Regions from separate parts of the Zea mays genome. Here region 1 is linked to region 2. The links are chromatin contacts, called in public Hi-C maps. All regions are on one chromosome and are shown on one strand. The core of a region is the stretch at or near the end of the contact, and the rest is flanking DNA. Distances in the headings are between cores, read along the strand shown.

Region 1 (5,011 bases), core at 114-2,613, 190 kb after region 2:
ATTTCGGGTACCCGAATTTTCAGGTATTGTAAAACTCGTTGTAATTTTGGGTATTGATTCTCAAAACTCGAAATTTTAAATACCCGAATTACCCGACCCAAAATTTTTGGGTAACCCGAACGCCCACCCTAGTGTATTAAGGAAAAATGACTCCTTGAGGGCAGTCACGCGTATTTTAAGCCTCTGGATGTGTTCGGGTTGATAGAAACGAAAATCTTATTCCATTTCTTCTTATTCCTGCTTGGAAAGTTGTGTTGTCACGGTTGAGTTGTCGTGTCTTCACCAACCCTTTTCCTTAGCGTGCACTGAGGAGGAGGGTGAGCGATATCTCCGAACCCTTGTCATCGTAAAGCCTGCACAAGGGGCGTCAATAAGGTTTCTGGGCAGCGCAACTGCGCGATCGCTCGAAGCCGTTCGACGACGATCTGCGCTACCTAACGGACGAATCGACGCGTCTACATCGATGGCATGCTTCGTCTACTTTTGTGATTGATCAACCTAAGCACTGACAAACCCGACGTGAGTAAATATGTTAATTTGATTGTTTACTGTGTTGATCTATATATTGCTATGCTAGTGTGCATATCTGTTTTGAATATCTATGGAATTTACCTTGATTTAAAATCTACACTTAGAATATTACGCAATATTCTAACAATTCTAAATTTATTAGACAACCAAACAACATAATTCAGAAATCCTAGTTTCAATTCTCAATTCTAGACTTCAATGTCTACATTAAAACGAGATGTAAGTGAAACCCCTCTTTAACGCCTTTTGGTCCCGTGATTGAATTAGGGATGAAATGGACAAGATGTGAGCTAGCAGTAGAACATGACTAATCGGAGGGTTTGTTGGAATGGAAATTAATCGAGTAAAATGCATCAGAAGTCTTCGAACTTGGTATTGTGTATCATTTAGATCCTAGAACTTAGAAAACCATAAAAACGTGTCCCGAACTTGGCCCCGTGCAAAATATCTAAAATCAGGTTTGCTCATACGACATACCGACGTGACATACCACTTTAAAGCACACTAATAAAAATGTAGATACCTAAATGACACAACATATCAAGTTTGAGACCCAAGTAATATATTATACTAAGTCTAGAACTTGTGCGTACCACGTGGCGCACAACGCTTGTGGGAAGAGCATGTCATGTCACCATCCGTTCTAAGTTAATTCGATTTTGAACGATTTTGCACAGATTGACCAAGTTAGAGCCCTGTTTTCCTAATTTTTGTATCATCAAAAGTGACAACGTCCCAAAATTTATGTACCGCTAATATATTTTACTCAAACCAATTAATTAGACTTACTATGACGTAGAGCAAGGGGGCGGCGACGATAGTGCAGTGGCGGTCCTAGTGCAGTCAGCCAGGCCAGGATGGCGCTGACGAGCGGCAGCATGAAGCTGACGCCGTTCCAGCCCGCCACCGGGCTGCAGCCAGCAGCCTACATGCAAATCTATACTCTCGCCCCTGGCTCCGATCTGCTGAGCTCAGGCCGCAATTACGAATAAAAAATTAGCCTCTACATCAAACTGCAGCTTAAACTAATCGCACGGCGATCGCAGGATCCGACGAGCCACCCCGCATCTCGTGCTCCTCTTCGCTTCCCACCGAACCCCGCTTATCGAGATCCAAATCCAGCGCCAGAATGCCCGAGGCGGCGCCGCCCCCGCCGCTGCCGCTCCTGGCGGCGGCGAGCTCCCCGGCGGCTGCTGCACTGCCGCGGGCGAGGCGGCGGCAGCAGCGGAGGGGGTGGCGGCGCCCGCGCAGGTTGCTGGTCTGGGGCGTCCTCGTGGCATTCTTCTTCATCATGAACTGGTGGATGTTCTCCCGACTTCAGGACCCCTCGGCGCGCCCGCACTTCCGGTTGAGGCGCCACCCACCCCGCGCGCCCGCTACTGTCAATTCGTCGCTCTCGACTCTGGTATGACGTTGTTGGCCTCCTTTATTGACCGATGAGTGTCTAGTACGGACTAGCTATCATCCGGTGAGGTTGATGTGATTAGTTTGCTGGGGCGACTGATTTAGGGTGATGAATCCGTAGCTAGCTATTCAAAGGGTTAGCTTTAGCCAAGAGAGTGGTTGTGCCATTTCTTATTTCCACTTCTCGATCTCCACTGGTTTGTAAGTTATTTTGCTCTGGGGGAGAGCAGGAGTGTTCTTAAGCTGTGCTAATGTGCAGCCAACTAGCCATAAAAATACTGCTCCATTTTGTAATTCTACATCTAGTTTTTAATTCAGGCTAAGTCTCCAGTAACTTTAACAAAGTCTTCAAGGCATGTTATTGTATTATGATGTTATCTTGCACCTACAGCTATACTCGCTTCATTTCAATGTGTTGGGCGTATTAGAATAAAACAAAGTTAAATATTATTTTGACCTTCGATTCTTAGAACAATTGCATGTTTAGGGAAGATGAATCATTAGATCCATACTTCACTTGTCTTTTAGTACGATATGGGTTTTATAGTAACTGATATTATATTGTACGGTAAATTAATGGTCAAAGTATACCTTGAAAAACTTCCTCAAATCTTAATGTGCCTTATGAAAAGAAATGGATAGTGTAATGTATTATGATAATGTATTTCTTGGCTGCCATGGCAACCGCTGCCCGCTCTTGGTGTTTATGTACGATATTTCTAATGCATGCTTTTTATTACTGAAATGTTTTAAGGAAGAGGTGGCTAATGCTGCTAAGGGGAAGAGGGCACATAGGGTTATGCTCACTCGATTGCTTGCTTTGGCAGGCCATGCTTTGGCAGAGGTAACATTCATAAATGCAACTACAAGCTACATGCACTTTACATATTCTAAACTGGCCATATATTGCACATACATGCACATTGAAATATGTCATTGGTAATGACAGAATGTGTAATGCTAATTACCTAGGCAGAGACCAGGCCTGAACCTAAGGATTTGTGGGAAGAGCCGATAAATGCTACTTTGTGGCGACCGTGTTCTGACCAAAGGGATTGGAAAGCCTCAGGTAATTGATGATTTATGTTACTCGATGCTATCGTTGTGCATTTACCTCGATAGTGGTGTTGGTTTATTTTTCATATTTCCAGCATATTTTTGATTCAGTGTCTTGTTTCTTTAACATTTATTCTTTGTAATTGAAGAGGGAACCAATGGCTACATCATGATCAGTGCGAATGGTGGCATAAACCAACAAAGGGTTGCGGTGAGTAGTTCAGTAATCTACTTACATCTTTAACATTGCTGGCAATGTTAGCAAATCTGCTTGGGGAAGTAATTCATTTTTTTGGTGTGTGAATTGGTTTTGCATTTATGCCATTGATTTCAATCTTTTTTCCCTTCTGTTTAACAGATTTGTAATGCAGTTACAATCTCGCGGTTGCTCAATGCAACTCTTGTCCTCCCAAAATTCTTGTACAGTAATGTTTGGCTGGACAAAAGGTACACTTTTCTAAAAAAATACAAGTCTGTCTTACGTTTAATGTTTTAGATAGCTTATTTCAATAAATGGTTATTATATTCTCCATAAATAACAATTTGAGTTCAACATCTTAGTCAGTTTGGCGATATATATCAGGAGGAATATTTTATCAAATATCTGAAATCTGATATTCAGATTGTTAAGGATCTTCCAGTAGAGCTGCAGTCATTAGACTTGGAGGCGATTGGTAGCCTAGTAAGTAACTAATCTCAGTTGTCAGTTATAGGAAGTACATTGATAGAAAGATGAACTTGTAGTTCATTATTGTTTAACTTGTCCTCTGTAGGTTAATGATACAGATGTCATGAAAGAGGCGAAGCCCAGTTTATACATGAAAAAAATACTGCCAATTTTACTGAGAAACAGAGTTGTGCACTTTATAGGATTCGGCAATCGCTTATCTTTTGACCCAATACCTTCTGACCTTCAGGTATTGCTCCAACTAGTTACGTGACGTAAGTTCATTCTGGACACTGAACAGTTCTCTTTAACATCATTTGGGTTGCCAATTTATTTGTGATATATCTGTAGAATCTTATAAAACTATGACAGTAGGTAAGTATTTTCTGAGACAAATTTACTATGCAGTACCATTGTTAACCTATTTATGTATTCAATAAAGATATTATTTGTCATAAAAAATATTCAACTGCGCTTGTTCTAGACTTCTAGTACACTCTTACCCCCTCCATCCCAAAATAATTCTCCATCTCGCATTTCGAGAACTCAACCAATCTAAATTTTTACTAAGTTTATACTTTATAGATAATAGTATCAAAATTTGTACCTTCAAAATCCAAATAGGTTTACTGTGAAAATATATGACATAATTAACCTAATGATGTTTATTTATCACAAATATTTGTATATATTCAGTCAAAATTGAGATTGTTTGACACCTTGAAATGTGAGATGGAGACTTATTTTGGGACGGAGGGGAGTACTTTTTACTGGAGGAGTTGCCATATTGTGCTGATTGCTACCAATACCATTTAGCTACATACCAGAGTTTGTTAATTTTCTTGAATTGTTTCTCGGTATGATGTGTTTACACTCTACTGAGATAGGAAATTGTTATTTTGTACCATAGTTTAGAATCGTGTACTACTCTAGTGAAACTTACTTGATGATCTGTCACGATATGATTATTGACACTAAACTCTACGATGCATTTACACTTTTACTGGGACAGGAAATGGTTATTTTGCACCAGTATTATAGAATCTTTTAGTACGCTAGTCAACTTATATGATGTACTGTCAAGATGTGAATGACTTAGAGCTGATAGTACTACAGATGAATATTGGTTACCGTGCTGCTGCTTTCTTCTCTTTGTTCTGTTTCTCCCATAAGGAAAAAATATCAAGTGCATGCTCTGACTGTATGGGTACTGTTCCACAGAGATTGCGATGCAGATGTAATTTTCATGCTCTTCGTTTTGTATACAAAATTCAAGAAACTGGTGCAGTTCTTGTAGAGAGGTTGCATGGCCATAGGGCCTCTTCGTCACCTTTGAAGGATAATCTTTTAGGC
Region 2 (5,495 bases), core at 2,809-5,308:
AAAGACCAAAATGATCTATTATCTATAAAATTATCTAATATTCATTATTATTCTATAAATTGATCATTTTTAAAAGCTCGCGAGTCGGCTCGCGAGCTGGAATGACCGGCTCGGCTCGCTACAAAAACAAGCTCAAAGAAGGAGCTCGGCTCGGCTCGTTCGAGGCTCGCGAGCCTCGAGCTTATTTTCCAGCCCTATCTGTAGATCAAAAGGTATACCAATCGATGATAGGATCTCTAATCGCTTCGTCTTACCATCTTAATAACCATGCACAAGACAACATTACATTCACATTCTCAACACTCAAGATTTCCATCTAGGCATATTCATCCATCTATGTTTGGCCTAGATTGTGAATACGGACCAACTGAACGAGACATGCCCAACTCAACTGCTTCTAGTTGGCCCTCTCTCCCTCCCTCACACCCTCTGGTTGGCTTTCTCCTCGGGCACACCATCGCCTCCTCTATACGCCTCATGCCATGATTGGCCCTCTCTCCCTCCTCCCTACCTCTCCCCCTCCCCCTCTCTCGACTCGCCCATCCTAGCGCTTCCCCTCCCTCAGAGCTATCTGCCCACTAGCCATGCCACGCCTGCCCACTTCACCCCACTGCCACACTGCTAGGGCTAGAAGAGCCGGCTCGTAAGCCTCGAGCCAGCCGAGCCAAACCTCGTTTTCGAGCTCGCTGGTCCACCGAGCCAGCTCGTTTTGGCTCGCGAGCTATCAAATTAATCAAACTATACAATAATGATGGATAATTTTGGCCGTGGTGTCCGACCACCAGCACCTTAACACTTAAGCGATGCTGCACGGACGCCATAACAACCAAGACAAGAATGTACAATTCATTTCACATCACCTAAATGCTTTCGAAACCAAATACCTAGGCACAAACTACCACCGGTTCACTAGAAAGAAGTTACAACATCATGTACTGTTTAGCGGCCCTATATCCCCTCCACCACGAGGATAGATTTCGACTCATTTGATGATCTAAAGTCAGCAATGCCACACTGTGTATTGGATGGGACCAACTGATGCCACCATGGTCATGAATGTATCACCCATACCACTACCAGTATCCACAGGCAGCTGATACCTGGTAGATTGGTTCACATCAATCCCAGCAAATGCTCCTCTCCCAAGTGTGACTAGTTGCAGTTGCCTCTAAGGGGTTGCAGCACTTTGAGATATCAGATTCCAAATGTGTTTAACAAATTTCAAACCTATTATCCCAAGGACTAAGGGTATCAATATCTTGTGAAGAAAAGATAACAATTACAAAATTCACAGAGTAGCACATTATCGACTAATCTAAGTTCTTCGAAGAATAATTTGATCATTTCACTAGCAGCAAAAAGAAAGACATAACTCAGAACAGATAAATCTATGCCGTGGGACTTCTAAAATATCGTTAAAAAGAAACAGAAGCAAGTGTCAATTAGTTAGACAATAAATAAGTGGAGAAAACAATGATCTCCAAGTGTGTTAACTTTATTTCTGAAAGATCTATCTGAAGTTCTGAACCCAACAAATTACAATATTTCACAGATATAAACTCTATGCAGATCAAACTAAGCAAGATTTCTTTCCACATATTAACCAAATATCAGAAAGTGAAACCCATATTAAAATGATGTACCAAAACACACAAACATGAAGCCCCAGTGTGCCAGCTCTGTCGACACCCTCCTCCACTTGGCTAATCGACAGAAGAACAGCCCAGATTTCATCTCCGTCACTTGGAACCTGGTTCGTGCAGTGGGATCTCGTCATGGGACTCCCCGCCATTTGCCACTGGAGCTGCTGTAGAGGTGATCACTTCCTCTTCCTTCTCCTCATCCGAATCCAGTGTGAACTGTGACATCATCGGCATCCCCTCCATCTGGACCTCCTTGTCCAGAGCACTGTACCCGCTCGGAGGTCGGTTTGACCTGGATAGGACTGCTGCGTAAGCGGCCGCGCCGGCGATCACAAGCAGTGCGAGGTGTCCGTTGAACTGCAGCGTGGCGACGGACCGCGCGCGGTGGTAATCCTCGTGGGTGCGGCACTTAATGGTGTAGTCAGCGCGGCTGGCGGCGTGGAGCGCACAGCCCTGCGCGATGGCGCTGGTGAAGAAGGAGAAGCCCATCTGCAGCATCCACGTACCCTGCAGCGCCAGGCCCGCCGCGCGGGCGATCCGCGGCGCGGGCTCCCCTGGCCGGTGCGCGGCGAGCAGCGTGGCGCCGAGGCAGAGCGCAATGGGGACGAGGAGCAGGTCGAAGTACCGGTTCTCGATCCCAGCCGCGGTGGAGGGGCGGCGGTGCGCGAAGAGAAGCAGCTCCTGCGCGAAGGCGGCGGCGAGGAGGAGATCGAGGAGGGGGGAGGGCAGCGGCGCCGCGAGCGGCGCGAAGGGTGCGAGGGAATAGAGGAGGAAGAGGGCCGAGGCGGCGAGCGTGGGGAGCGAGAGGTGGTGCGCGGAGACGAGAGCGGAGATGAGGCAGAGCGCGGAGACGGCCGCGGCGAGGAGATGGCGGAGGTGCAGCGGCGTGGTGAGGCGGCGTGGGAGGGACCGGAGCGGCGGGACGCGGAGGGGCAGTGACTCGAGCGCGGCGAGGGCCAGGAGGCCTAGACCGAGGCCCGAGTAGGCGACCAGACCCGGCATGGTGCGAAGGGTGTGAGCTAGCCGCGCGCCGGGCTGCTTGTCTGTCGTGGTTGCTGCCGGCGCGGGAGGGTGCTGCGGGGCGGCGGATCTGAGCGCCGGCAGGGGAGGTAGGCGAAGGGGGTGGCCCGGCTGGCGACTTGTGCAAGTCGCTTCCGGGTGGGCCCACCCGTTAGTTGCTCTTGCTCGTGGTTGTCCAAATGTGGCGATCTCGATTTATTTTTAGGTCTTTATTTGACTTTCTATTTACTTTTTCATAAAAATTACACTATATATATATATAACATCTCACTCTAACAGATTATTTATCTAGTTTTGCTAGTTAGGTGTCTAGCTAAATTTTACTAGTGAGAAAACTAATTTAAAGAGTCATACAGCTCGGCGAGTCAGATAGCTAGTATGTTAAAGAATTATTTTGCTGTTGAATAGCCAAAATTTGGCTTGACGAGCCATTTAACTAGTCTCTTGGAGATGCTCTAAGGGCATCACAAGACACAACTAAGAGTCTAAGAGCATCTTCAATAGGTTAGCTAAATAGTTTGTCAAGCTAAATTTTAGTTATTTAATATCAAAATAAATCTCCAACAAGCTAGCCATTTAACTTGTTAAATTATCCGGCTCTTTAAATTGACTCACTCACTAGCCAAATTTAGCTAGCAACTCTCGCAAATCAAACTAACTTGCATGTCGGAGAGTCTGTTGAAATTAGATGTTATATAGAGTTTAATCTTTATGGAGACAAATAAAGGGTTAAATAAAGAGACAAAATAAAGAGTATCTTGTAGATGCTCTAAGAGACTCAATTATACACTGGAGTGTTTATAAATGTAGTTCACTAATAAAAACAGAAGTAAATGCGTCTGTATAGCGTTGGATCGATAAAACAGACAAATTCGTACAATAGGAGTGAGACATCTGTTGCTACTTGATTTACGAGACAGAGACGTCTCTTCACGAATAACAATTCCACCGCGAGTTTTTTTGTGCAAAAATCTCTTTAGACACCTTAATAGGGTGTTTGATTTGAGGAAGAATCCAGTCCATCATCTTCTCACTCCTTACGTTTTTGATTTATGGAATAAAATAAGTTGATCTATCACCATCTCATTCATCATAGTTAGTTAGTTAGTAATAACATTAGGAATTGGATCATCCTACCAAATTTGAGGAATAAAATAATGATGCATTACCTTATCTTGGATGGAGTGATTCTTTAAACCAAAACCCTAAACCAAACACCCCTAAAAGTCTCTGTATTAAATATTACTGTACATACAGACGAGACATAAGAACCGAGTCGAGAGAAGAGATAAATGGAAGCCAGAGAGCAGAAACAAAGCGTTTAGCTGCGACTTGATGCGACTTAATTCGCCTGCGGGGCGTCTGATAAACCTTGTGAGCAATACGCTTCTATGTAAAAACAGTATCCACACTAATCCACATCACAAACCCCATCCCAATTCCCAGGCCCCGCCGCGTGCTTGTGGCCGCCGCCGCCGCCGCCGCGAGAGAGAGAGATGTCGCTCTGCTGCTGCTGCAGCACCGCCACCGGCCGCGGCGTTCTCCTCCCTAGCCTCCTCCTCGGCCGACGCCACTGGACGGGTCACCACCTCCTCAACCTCCGGGCCACCACGACCGTCGTATCCTCCTCCTCCGCGGCCGCCACCTCCTCCCTCTCGCCGCCGCAGCAGCGCCAGATCACCGTCTACGTGGACACTCTCCTTGAATGGAACCAGGTCAGTGACCCGAATCCCTGAGCTCCTCGGCTATCACATCTGACATTCCTAGGCACGGAATGTTTCCCACGGCGACGCGCTGCCCTGCGTGTGCCCCTCTCACTCTCTCGAATATGTTCAGAGAATGAACCTCACCGCCGTCACCGACGAGGCCGAGGTCATGGCGCGCCACGTGGCCGACTCTCTCGCCATGCTGCCCCCGCTGGAGCGTGTGTACCGCGGCCGTTCCACCTCCGCTGGTGGCGCTATCGACGGAGTCAGGCTTATTGACGTCGGCTCTGGCGCTGGGCTCCCGGGTCTGATCCTTGCCGTTGCGCGGCCGAGTAAACACCCCACTTTTCCATTTTAGGGCTTGTTCGGCTATTCCCAATACACATATGGATTGGATGGGATTAGAAAAAATTAAGAAGAAGTTTGACTTGTTTGGGATTCAAACTCATCCAATCCCACTCAATCCACATGGATTGAGAGCTAACCGAACAAGCCCTTATTAGTTTGTGATGTGGCTGGGAAAACGATTCGTGGCTGATTTGGCTATTGCAATCTCGAGTTGTTTTCACGGTTTCAGGCTGGAAGTTTACGCTGTTGGAGTCGATGCGGAAGCGGTGCACGTTCTTGGAGCATGCTGTTGAAGCCATGAACTTGTCAAATGTGGATGTGGTGTGTGACCGAGCTGAGGTAAGATGGTTTTTAGCTTAGCATATGCTATTATGCTGTGAAATACTATTCTTATTAGTCTGTCAAATCAGGGACGGAGTTGGTGATTCATCATGCCTAGGACCACTATATAAGCGCCCAAATAACCCATAATGGGCTACATACCTACAGTCCATATAAAAGGAAGGATAAAATGCATAGTGTAGAATATATCTCAGTTCCATGTTTGATTTCTTAGCTTTCTGTGACCTTAATCCTAGTTCCTAGCCATTAGAACTATAGAATAGGGAGTATAACTTCGGAGTTGGAAGTTCGCCGTATGGAGGTCAGAGTCCGGTGTCGATGACGATGGTGGCTCTGGTATAGCAGAGGTGGTGGCCTTCCCTTCATTAGCCGCATAGAGATTAGATCGGATCTCGATGTGTGTGGGTGGGGGCAGTGGCGAAGCTAGAGGGAATCA

The links. A called contact is a pair of places that touch in the nucleus more often than the background predicts.
Region 1: a contact with region 2 is called in a Hi-C map of ear, with 4 times the contacts expected there. The contact joins the promoter of LOC100381401 here to the promoter of LOC100277897 in region 2. A contact is called at or near these places in 13 of 25 Hi-C or Micro-C datasets (bundle sheath, ear, endosperm and 5 more) and 1 of 3 datasets of contacts at active chromatin or transcription factors (leaf).

What each region holds. Positions count from the first base shown.
Region 1 is chr6:125,607,041-125,612,051 of Zm-B73-REFERENCE-NAM-5.0, forward strand. LOC100381401 (O-fucosyltransferase family protein) reads left to right here and starts at 1,364. Exons shown (of 10, transcript NM_001361423.1): 1 at 1,364-1,936; 2 at 2,690-2,779; 3 at 2,908-3,004; 4 at 3,141-3,202; 5 at 3,350-3,438; 6 at 3,553-3,673; 7 at 3,765-3,908; 8 at 4,880-5,011. The coding sequence starts at 1,661.
Region 2 is chr6:125,416,266-125,421,760 of Zm-B73-REFERENCE-NAM-5.0, forward strand. LOC100277897 reads left to right here and starts at 4,059. Exons shown (of 8, transcript NM_001151346.2): 1 at 4,059-4,378; 2 at 4,500-4,701; 3 at 4,947-5,056. The coding sequence starts at 4,160. It overlaps LOC100285926 (TMV response-related protein), which reads right to left and starts at 2,846. Exons shown (of 1, transcript NM_001158815.2): 1 at 1,475-2,846. The coding sequence starts at 2,645. The coding sequence ends at 1,740.